Regions from separate parts of the Mus musculus genome. Here region 1 is linked to region 2. Evidence: chromatin contacts called from public Hi-C data. All regions are on one chromosome and are shown on one strand. The core of a region is the stretch at or near the end of the contact, and the rest is flanking DNA. Distances in the headings are between cores, read along the strand shown.

Evidence for each region. A called contact is a pair of places that touch in the nucleus more often than the background predicts.
Region 1: a contact with region 2 is called in a Hi-C map of muscle stem cells, with 2.6 times the contacts expected there. The contact joins two enhancer-like sites. A contact is called at or near these places in 1 of 15 datasets of contacts at CTCF or cohesin (stem cell-derived epiblast-like cells), 33 of 484 Hi-C or Micro-C datasets (the 3T3-L1 cell line, Sertoli cells, adipose-derived mesenchymal stem cells and 18 more) and 2 of 115 datasets of contacts at active chromatin or transcription factors (fibro-adipogenic progenitors and heart atrium).

The regions. Positions count from the first base shown.
Region 1 is chr7:40,274,058-40,277,958 of GRCm38.p6, reverse strand. No RefSeq gene overlaps it. Among named protein-coding and RNA genes, the nearest start is that of Gm38996, 20 kb to the left of the region's middle. Within about 2 kb of position 1,653, at least 14 of the 459 cell types and tissues checked have an H3K27ac peak or open chromatin away from gene starts, as enhancers often do. A contact at or near this core is called in adipose-derived mesenchymal stem cells and muscle stem cells, where this site is marked.
Region 2 is chr7:40,063,578-40,067,428 of GRCm38.p6, reverse strand. No RefSeq gene overlaps it. Among named protein-coding and RNA genes, the nearest start is that of Gm34052, 200 kb to the right of the region's middle. Within about 2 kb of position 2,593, at least 23 of the 459 cell types and tissues checked have an H3K27ac peak or open chromatin away from gene starts, as enhancers often do. A contact at or near this core is called in adipose-derived mesenchymal stem cells and muscle stem cells, where this site is marked.

The sequences.
Region 1 (3,901 bases), core at 404-2,903, 210 kb before region 2:
CAGATGTGCATCACCGGGCTTAGTTTCTTTCTTTCCTTCCTTCCTTCCTTCTTTCTCCCTCACTTCTTTCTTTCTTTCTTTCTTTCTTTCTTTCTTTCTTTCTTTCTTTCTTTCTTTCTTTCTTTCTTTCTTTCTTTCCTTCCTTCCTTCCTTCCTTCCTTTCTTCCTTCCTTTCTCCTTCCATCCTTCCTTCCCTCTTATTTCCTTCCCTTTTAATGCCATGAGTCTTCAGCGAGTAGCAGTTTATGGCTACATCTCTATAATGATGTTTTTGGCTGTAGTCCATCTTATTTGCTCATTGTTATGCTTACTTTGGTTGTTTTGGACCCTCAGAAATTAATGTTCCCTCATGGTAGGTCAAAATTCCATGTTCAGATTATTTAAAGATGAGATATGTTAGATTGCAGTTTTAAATTTCATGTGGATGGATGTTTTGCCTACATAAATATCTGTAAATCACATGCATCCAGTACAATGGAGGTCAGAAAAACGTGTCCGATTCTCTGGGATGGGAGTTGCAGGTTGTGAGCATCCAATGTTGTTAACTACTGAGCCCTCTCTCCAAGATGGTAGATTTTAATCCAGGAAGTCTGAATCTTTTAAAAGTCACATGTGCCCATTAGGATAGATGTCAAAGCCATTGATTAAATTTGGAATAAAAAATATATCAAAGGTAGCCTTCCTGTTGGCTTTTATGGAAAAGTCTTGGATAAATGTATTCTGTGAGTTATGTGTGATACCACAGATCTGCACTCATTTTATTTAAGAGGTAGAGGTCTGAGAATTTTTAGTTCAGGTTCAGCCTGGACTACTTTATGAAATCATATTAACAACAACAACAACAGAAACAAACCAAACCAACTAAACAAACAAGCTCCCTTCCCCAAGGCTTCTGTGGAATTGACTGTCCAGAGGCATACTGGTTTTTTTTAGATGAATATAAAACTCTTCATGTTGGGTCTGTTTTCTGCTCATCCTTGAGCCCATGGTCCCTCTACAGGAGAGATGTTCTGGGCCAGTGTTCCAGTCTCTACCTCTCATTTAGCCAATATTCCATTCTTGCATTTCTTTAAGAGATCAAGAAGGGAAGGGTGGGAGTAAGGGGGAAAGGGAGGGAGGGAAGGAAAGAAGAAATGTAAAGAAGAGAATCTGAATGAATGAATTGGCTCACCAAGTAGAAGGAGTGTGTGTTGGGTGCGATGTGAGACCAGTACATAATCAGCACACACACACACACACACACACACACACACACACACACACACACCTCTTCCATGGGAAGCATCTAAGTATCACTTTAGCTTGGCGAAGAGACCCCAGGAATACAGAAACAGCCTAGAAGCCTAGAACGTAAGGAGCAAAGCCTCACTCAGGTCCTTTACATTGCATCTCCTGCCTTGCAGGAAGAGTCCAACACCTGTTTAATATTATGTAAGGGTGGCTGTCAGGGAGAGATGCTGAGAGCTGCCAGAGTGGCTCCCTCATGGGAGAGAAAACAAAAACCTGAACCTTAGCAATAGAGCTGTCCACTGATGAAATTCTCTCTTGCTGCCATGACCAAATATTTAGTCACAGGGGAAAGGCTGATCAGACACACTCCAGCAAGGTCACGAGGTTCTTGGACAACAAATACTGAGGCAGACTTGTGGCATCTGCTCCCTCGTCCCCCAGAGCCCTTACAGACTATGAGAATGGCCAGCTCGATAGCTTTCGTGCCAATCTGTAACCACAAGACACAGGCCTCTGCTTTTATGTTGCTGGATTCCAGCCTGGCCCTGAAGTCTGTGCCTGCACAGACAACATTCACTCATTCAGACACAAATGAGATCAATTCTTATCCGACTCACAGGTCAATAGGATTTGGGGGAAGTTACTGAGTCCTAGAGATTACATTATTTTAAAGACTGCAGAGTTAAATAGGACAAAGTAAAAAATACTGGGATTATTTGGCTGTAATGTAGATGTCCCCCCTGGGGGAGAAGCCCCCTCCCCACTGCCAAGCCGTTGGGCCGGCTTGCTCCCAGTTCTCTACCAGCTGTCCACTTCCAGACAGCTTGTTCAGGCCTGCAGCCTAAACATGTAAGTCGATACAGGCCCTGGTGCTTCATGAAAGGAATGGAGGGAGGGGGGCTATATGTCCTCGGGAGAGTGGCCCCTTCCTGGTGAGCAAATGTGCTTGGAAAGTTAAGAGCAGCCACACACAGCCAGCCCCACTTCAATGCTCTGAACCTGGAGCCAGTTCCTGCCAGATGACCATGTGGATTCCTGCTCCTTTGGCCTACAGGTATTACTGCTGCTAAGAACTTCCGGGTTCTACCCTCTCATCTGTCCGTTCCCCAGAACTGGGATTCTCCAAGCTTGTCTATGCCTCCATGGGTGTCCAACGTACTTGAAAGCATGGCTAGGAACTATAGCATCTCTGTCACAACTGTTGAGTGGGGCTGACGTCTTCATGGTAAAAAGTAGGTACACAGGAAAGGTGCTAGGTACTGCTGTCCCCTCTCCCCCAAGTACAGTTTCACATGGAAGAGAAAACATTCCCATTAAAAGTCATCTTCGAGGGAGCAGCTACTTTGAAGTGAAGCTGCTGACATTTCAGAGCAATTAATAACTGTATTTCCCCAGAGAACAGCTGCGGCCGGAGGGGGTGCGAGCGCGAGTGTTCCCCCTTTGTTCTTCCTCTGCGTGGGCACTGGACCAGAACCCTCTGGGCAGCTTCTCTACCCAGCGTATCCCACTGATCTATTAAGCTGAACATTAATCATTAGCAGAGCTCATCTTTCTTCCTCAAATTTAATTTCATTAGTTACACTTTCCCCATTAGATCCCTCCTGGATGCGTTTGCTTAGATGGCTACTGAGCATCAGTCCTGTGCCTAAGCTAGCACGTCTCCGCTGGAACCTTATCCCAAATAGCACGGACTTTCCAAGATGACCAGATGCACCTTGTAAAGATATATATTTATTTTGTTTATATGGATGAGTATTTTGTCTGTCTGTATGTATCTGTACCATGTGTGTGCATTACCCATTGAGGCAAAATGAGGTCCAAACTGGCATTACAGAAGGTCGTAAATGCTATGTGGGTTCTAAGGATTGAGGCTGGGTCCTCTGAAAGAGAAAGGAGCGCTCTTAACCACTTGCCAGCCTCTCTCCCTCTCCCTCCCTCCCCTCCCTTCCTCCCTTTCATTTTCTCCATTCCTTTCCTCCTTTGTTTTGTTGTTTTTCCAACCGTGCAGATGCATTTTGACACAGTTAGATTGCAAGTCTTCTCTCATGGACTTGTAGGAACTCAAAGCCATGTCATGGCAATGTACACAAGACTGACTCTAGGTTCCACATGTTGGTATCTAGTCATGGGCACAGGCAGAAAAGTCGTAAGGCCGGTAGGATGGAAGTGTGCTCAACAGTACAGCCTCACTCAGATCTATTCTTCCTTGCCCTCAGCTGTACATTTGATCTAGGAATAAAGCAGGAGGTCCCTGGCCGGCTCTTGCTGACTTGTTCTCTCTCTCTCCAGTCATGTTCTTGCTCCTCAAAGAGACTGCAGCTTTTTCCACACAGAGGTGATACCTACCCATCCCCTGGGCAATGTCGCTGAATGAGAACTGCACTGGATTAATTGAAGTGAACACTCAAAAGACAATAAGTGTGAGGAACAAATTCATCTCCCATTGCCTTGATTGAGGGATTCTGTGCTGTAGCCATAGGGGATAATGGGGGATTGAGGGCATAGCGTTACCTGAAATTAGAAGATGGATTTTGTCAAGAGAAAGCCTGAGAGAAGCACCCATCTTGACCTATTCACTTGTCCATCCTTGATCTAAAGCTATCAAGTCCAGTCCAACTTTGACAGATGTTGAATAGTCTAAGATATCTGAGTGAGAGCTGGGTACTTTTTT
Region 2 (3,851 bases), core at 1,344-3,843:
TGATTGCTTACTGTCACTGCTCCATTTATTAAAAAGACACTGCTTTCCCCATTAAAGTAACTTCAAATTCTAATCAATTGATGAGATGTATATATACACTTCTATGTTTGGTGCTCCATTGATCTATAGGCTAGCCATACACCAGAACTACATTCTACTGACTGCTCATGCATTAAAATATCTGTTGAAATCTCACAGCAACAGAAGCCCTCTCCTAGCCTTCACCACACAGCAGTCCTCCCTCCCTTACTTACCTAGAGCTTGGGTATATATGCAGTTCACAGCTCAGAACCATTTAGGAAACATGACCAAGAAGTTTTATTGTGTTTTATTTGCATTGCATTGAAATACAACCAGAAGACACTTGTATTTTAAAGCATTGGAGTATCTCATTCAGACTTCTTCAATTATTTAATCAGCTCTTTCATTTCTCTAAACAATTGTTGGTAGTTCTGAGTGTAATTGTTTAGTTTAGGTTTTTTTTTTTTTAAATGTGTAATTTTCTGATGTCTCGTATCATTTGGTGGTATTCTTAAGGAAATTTTAACATAATTTAAAATGTTTTTTATTTATATTTTCTTTTTTATTATCGATTTTTATTAATTATGAGAATTTTATACAGTGTATTTAGATCATATTCACACTCCAAGCAATAGTTCTTAGAGCAGTATCCCAGACTTTTCCCAGATCTATTCTCAGCTCCTCGACCACTCAACTGCTCTCTGTCTCTGCCTGTCTCTGTCTCTCTGTCTCTTTCTCTCCATCCTCCCTTCCCTCCATATTTAAAAGCCCATCAGCATCAATTTGTGCTACCCATATGCTCCTGGGTGTGAGTCCATCCACTGTTCTATGCTAAGTTTTCTTTATTTTTAAATTTCCGTGATTATTATGTTTTTGAGACCCCGTCTAACTTTGTAGTCCCGGCTTGCCTGGAACTCACTATGTAGCTCAAGCAGGCCTTTAACTGGTGGCCAGCTTTATGGCTTTATGACCCAGGATTATGGCGTTTTCCTTATGTTCAAACATTTTCAAATATTTGTAAATATTTTCTAGTTCTACTTTTGTCTTTTCTTCCTTGTTTACTAAACATAAGTAGTTTAGCCTTTAATTACTCAAGTATAGATACCTTTTAATTACTAATTTCTGATTTAACTTCACTGTGAAATGTAGGTGTGTATAGCTTTAAAGCTTTTCAGTGCCGTCTACTCCCCCAGTAGTGGACAAGTTTCCTTTCTCAGAGCATCAATGATAGCTAAGATTGTTGGACATATTAAAAAGCATTTCTTGGCTATTTGTGTTTCTTCTTTTGAGAGCTGTCTGTCCGTTTCACTAACCCACTTATTGGCTGCCAGCTCTGCGGTTTTGTTGCTCAGTTAAATGGCAGACATCAATCGTAGACTTTCTTAGCTGAGTATCTCACCAGACCATGAAATTAATAAAGAAAATAAAAACTTGAAAAAATAATAAAGTAAAATAAAAACGGGACAAACTATGAGCTAGCAAGCAAAGCCCCTTGGTCTTAGAATGGTCTGAAGTTATCTTGGCACCTTACACTATGAGAGGCTAACGTCCTGAAGAGCTTAAATGCTTTTCTGTAAAGTCAGTCTCAGTCTACTACTGAGACGCTGAATCTCACAGAACTGCCTCCAGTTCCACAACAGACTTTGACGCAGTTTTTCCTGGGACTTGGAGAGGGCTTATCTGCAGCCCATTAGCTGTAATGTGTGCTTCCCCTGCCAAGTGATGGTCTAATTTATCCTCACGACCCAGTATCTGATGGATATCACATTTGTGGAGAAAGAAACACAAATCTGTTTCCTACTTAAAACATGGGATTTTTTTTTTGTAACGACCAATAAAATATTTAGTTTTTATCTGTACGGGAAAATAGCTACTGCTAATTGGAAAAGGGCTAGTGACTTAGTTAATTCAAAATGACTTAAGCATATCTAGACAGTTTCTTTAGAGAGGCACATTTGCTTAGTGTCACAGGCTCCTGTTCTAAAAACATCAATATTTCATTTACTAGAATCATTAAAACCAGTGTACTGATCACATCTCTGAGGCAGCCAGGCAGAGAGATAAGCATCTAGAACTTCCCTGAATAGACACCACCCACCATACTCGCCCTGGAAACGGAGTGTAGTGAATTATTTTCTCAAATCAAATATACTTTTGTCAGGAGTCATAGTTGGGGGAAAGAGAAGATTCTAGACTCAAGCTTATTGGTTGAAAGCTGAACATGATCTACCCCACTTTAGCATGAGCTAAGAATTATATTTTGAGTGTGTCTGTCAGATGTTTCTGAGGCATCATCTATTAAAACAATAATAATGATTATTATAATATCGTCTCCTCATCTTCCTCCTCCTCCTCTTCTTCTTCCTCCCCCTCCTCCTCCTCCTTCTCTTCCTCTTTCCAAGCAATACTAAAACATGGTTCTGAAAGCCCTGATTTTCAAATACATAAAAGTGGAAGAGCAGAAATGGTGAAGAATTTGGCACACTCGGAAATTAAACAACCATGCCCTCAGGCCTCAGCCAAATTCCAGAGCTCTGACCCATCTGCAGCTTTGTCTCTTCTGTCATCTGATGTCTGCATGTCCTGTGTGTCACTCCTGCTGTGCATTCCTCCTACATGAGCATATCCCTTGCCACTTGGATCTGAACAGATGACTACACGGTTTTTGTCCCATGTCCTTCATTCTGTTACTATCTGGGATGTTTGACCCATTTCCTGATATCCTGTTTATATCCTGTTTGTGCCAGGGAAATATGTCTATATATCTGGTCTCCTCCTGTTGGTTCCTTATGATTAGAGAACACATAATCACTGTGGAGTACATGAAACCATTTTTATAATAGAGCACATACTCTTTTACAAATGTATTATTACATTTATTTATTTATTTATTTATTTATTTATTTGGGGAGGGGGTTTACACGTGTGCCAAGCATGTTTAGGCAATTCAGAGGAAACCTTTTGGGAGATATTGCTCTCCTCCCACCAGGTGGGTACCAGGGATTAAACTCAGAGTGTTAGGTTTGGCTACTTTTAACTACAGAGCCATGTTGGTTATATCACAAGCTCTTTCACTCACATGCACATTTTTATTATACTTCTGATTACTTATATAATGACTTTACCATGAAAAAGACACTTCCTTAAATATTAAGTAGGAAATGTGTTTAAGTTCTAATAAAACTTGGTTCTGAGTATCAAAATAAAATTCATACTCACAATTATATCCAACTTTTCTTTCTATACTGGGCATCAAAACCAAGTCATACAGTTTATTAAGCAAGTAGTCTATACCAGCATTTCTATTTTTTGTTCATTTGTTGTTAGTTTTGATCTGCTTTTGTTTGCCTTGTGTCTGAGACAAAGTCTTGATCTGTAGCTCAGACTGGCCTGCCTGGGTTGATTGATATCTACTACTTCAGACTCTTATGTACTTCCCACCATCTGTCTAATGATATTCCAAAATGTTATCTGTTGATGTTGCTGATTTTTAATAGATATAAAATCCTGTTTCGATGCTTTATTACCAATCTCACGGTGCAAGTTTTTCTAACACACACACACATGTGCGTGTGTGCATGTAAACCCTCTAAAACAGTGGTTCTCAGTCTGTGGGCCATGACCCTTCTTGGAAGTCAAGTGACCTTTTCACAGGGGTCACATATTAGATGTCTTGCATATCAGATATTTATATTACAATTCATAACAATAGCAAAATTACAATTTTGAAGTAGCAATGAAAATAATTTTGTGGTTTGGAGGTAGCACAACTTGAGGTATTAATGGGTCTCGGCATTAGAAAGGTTGAGAGCCACTACCCTCAAAGAATG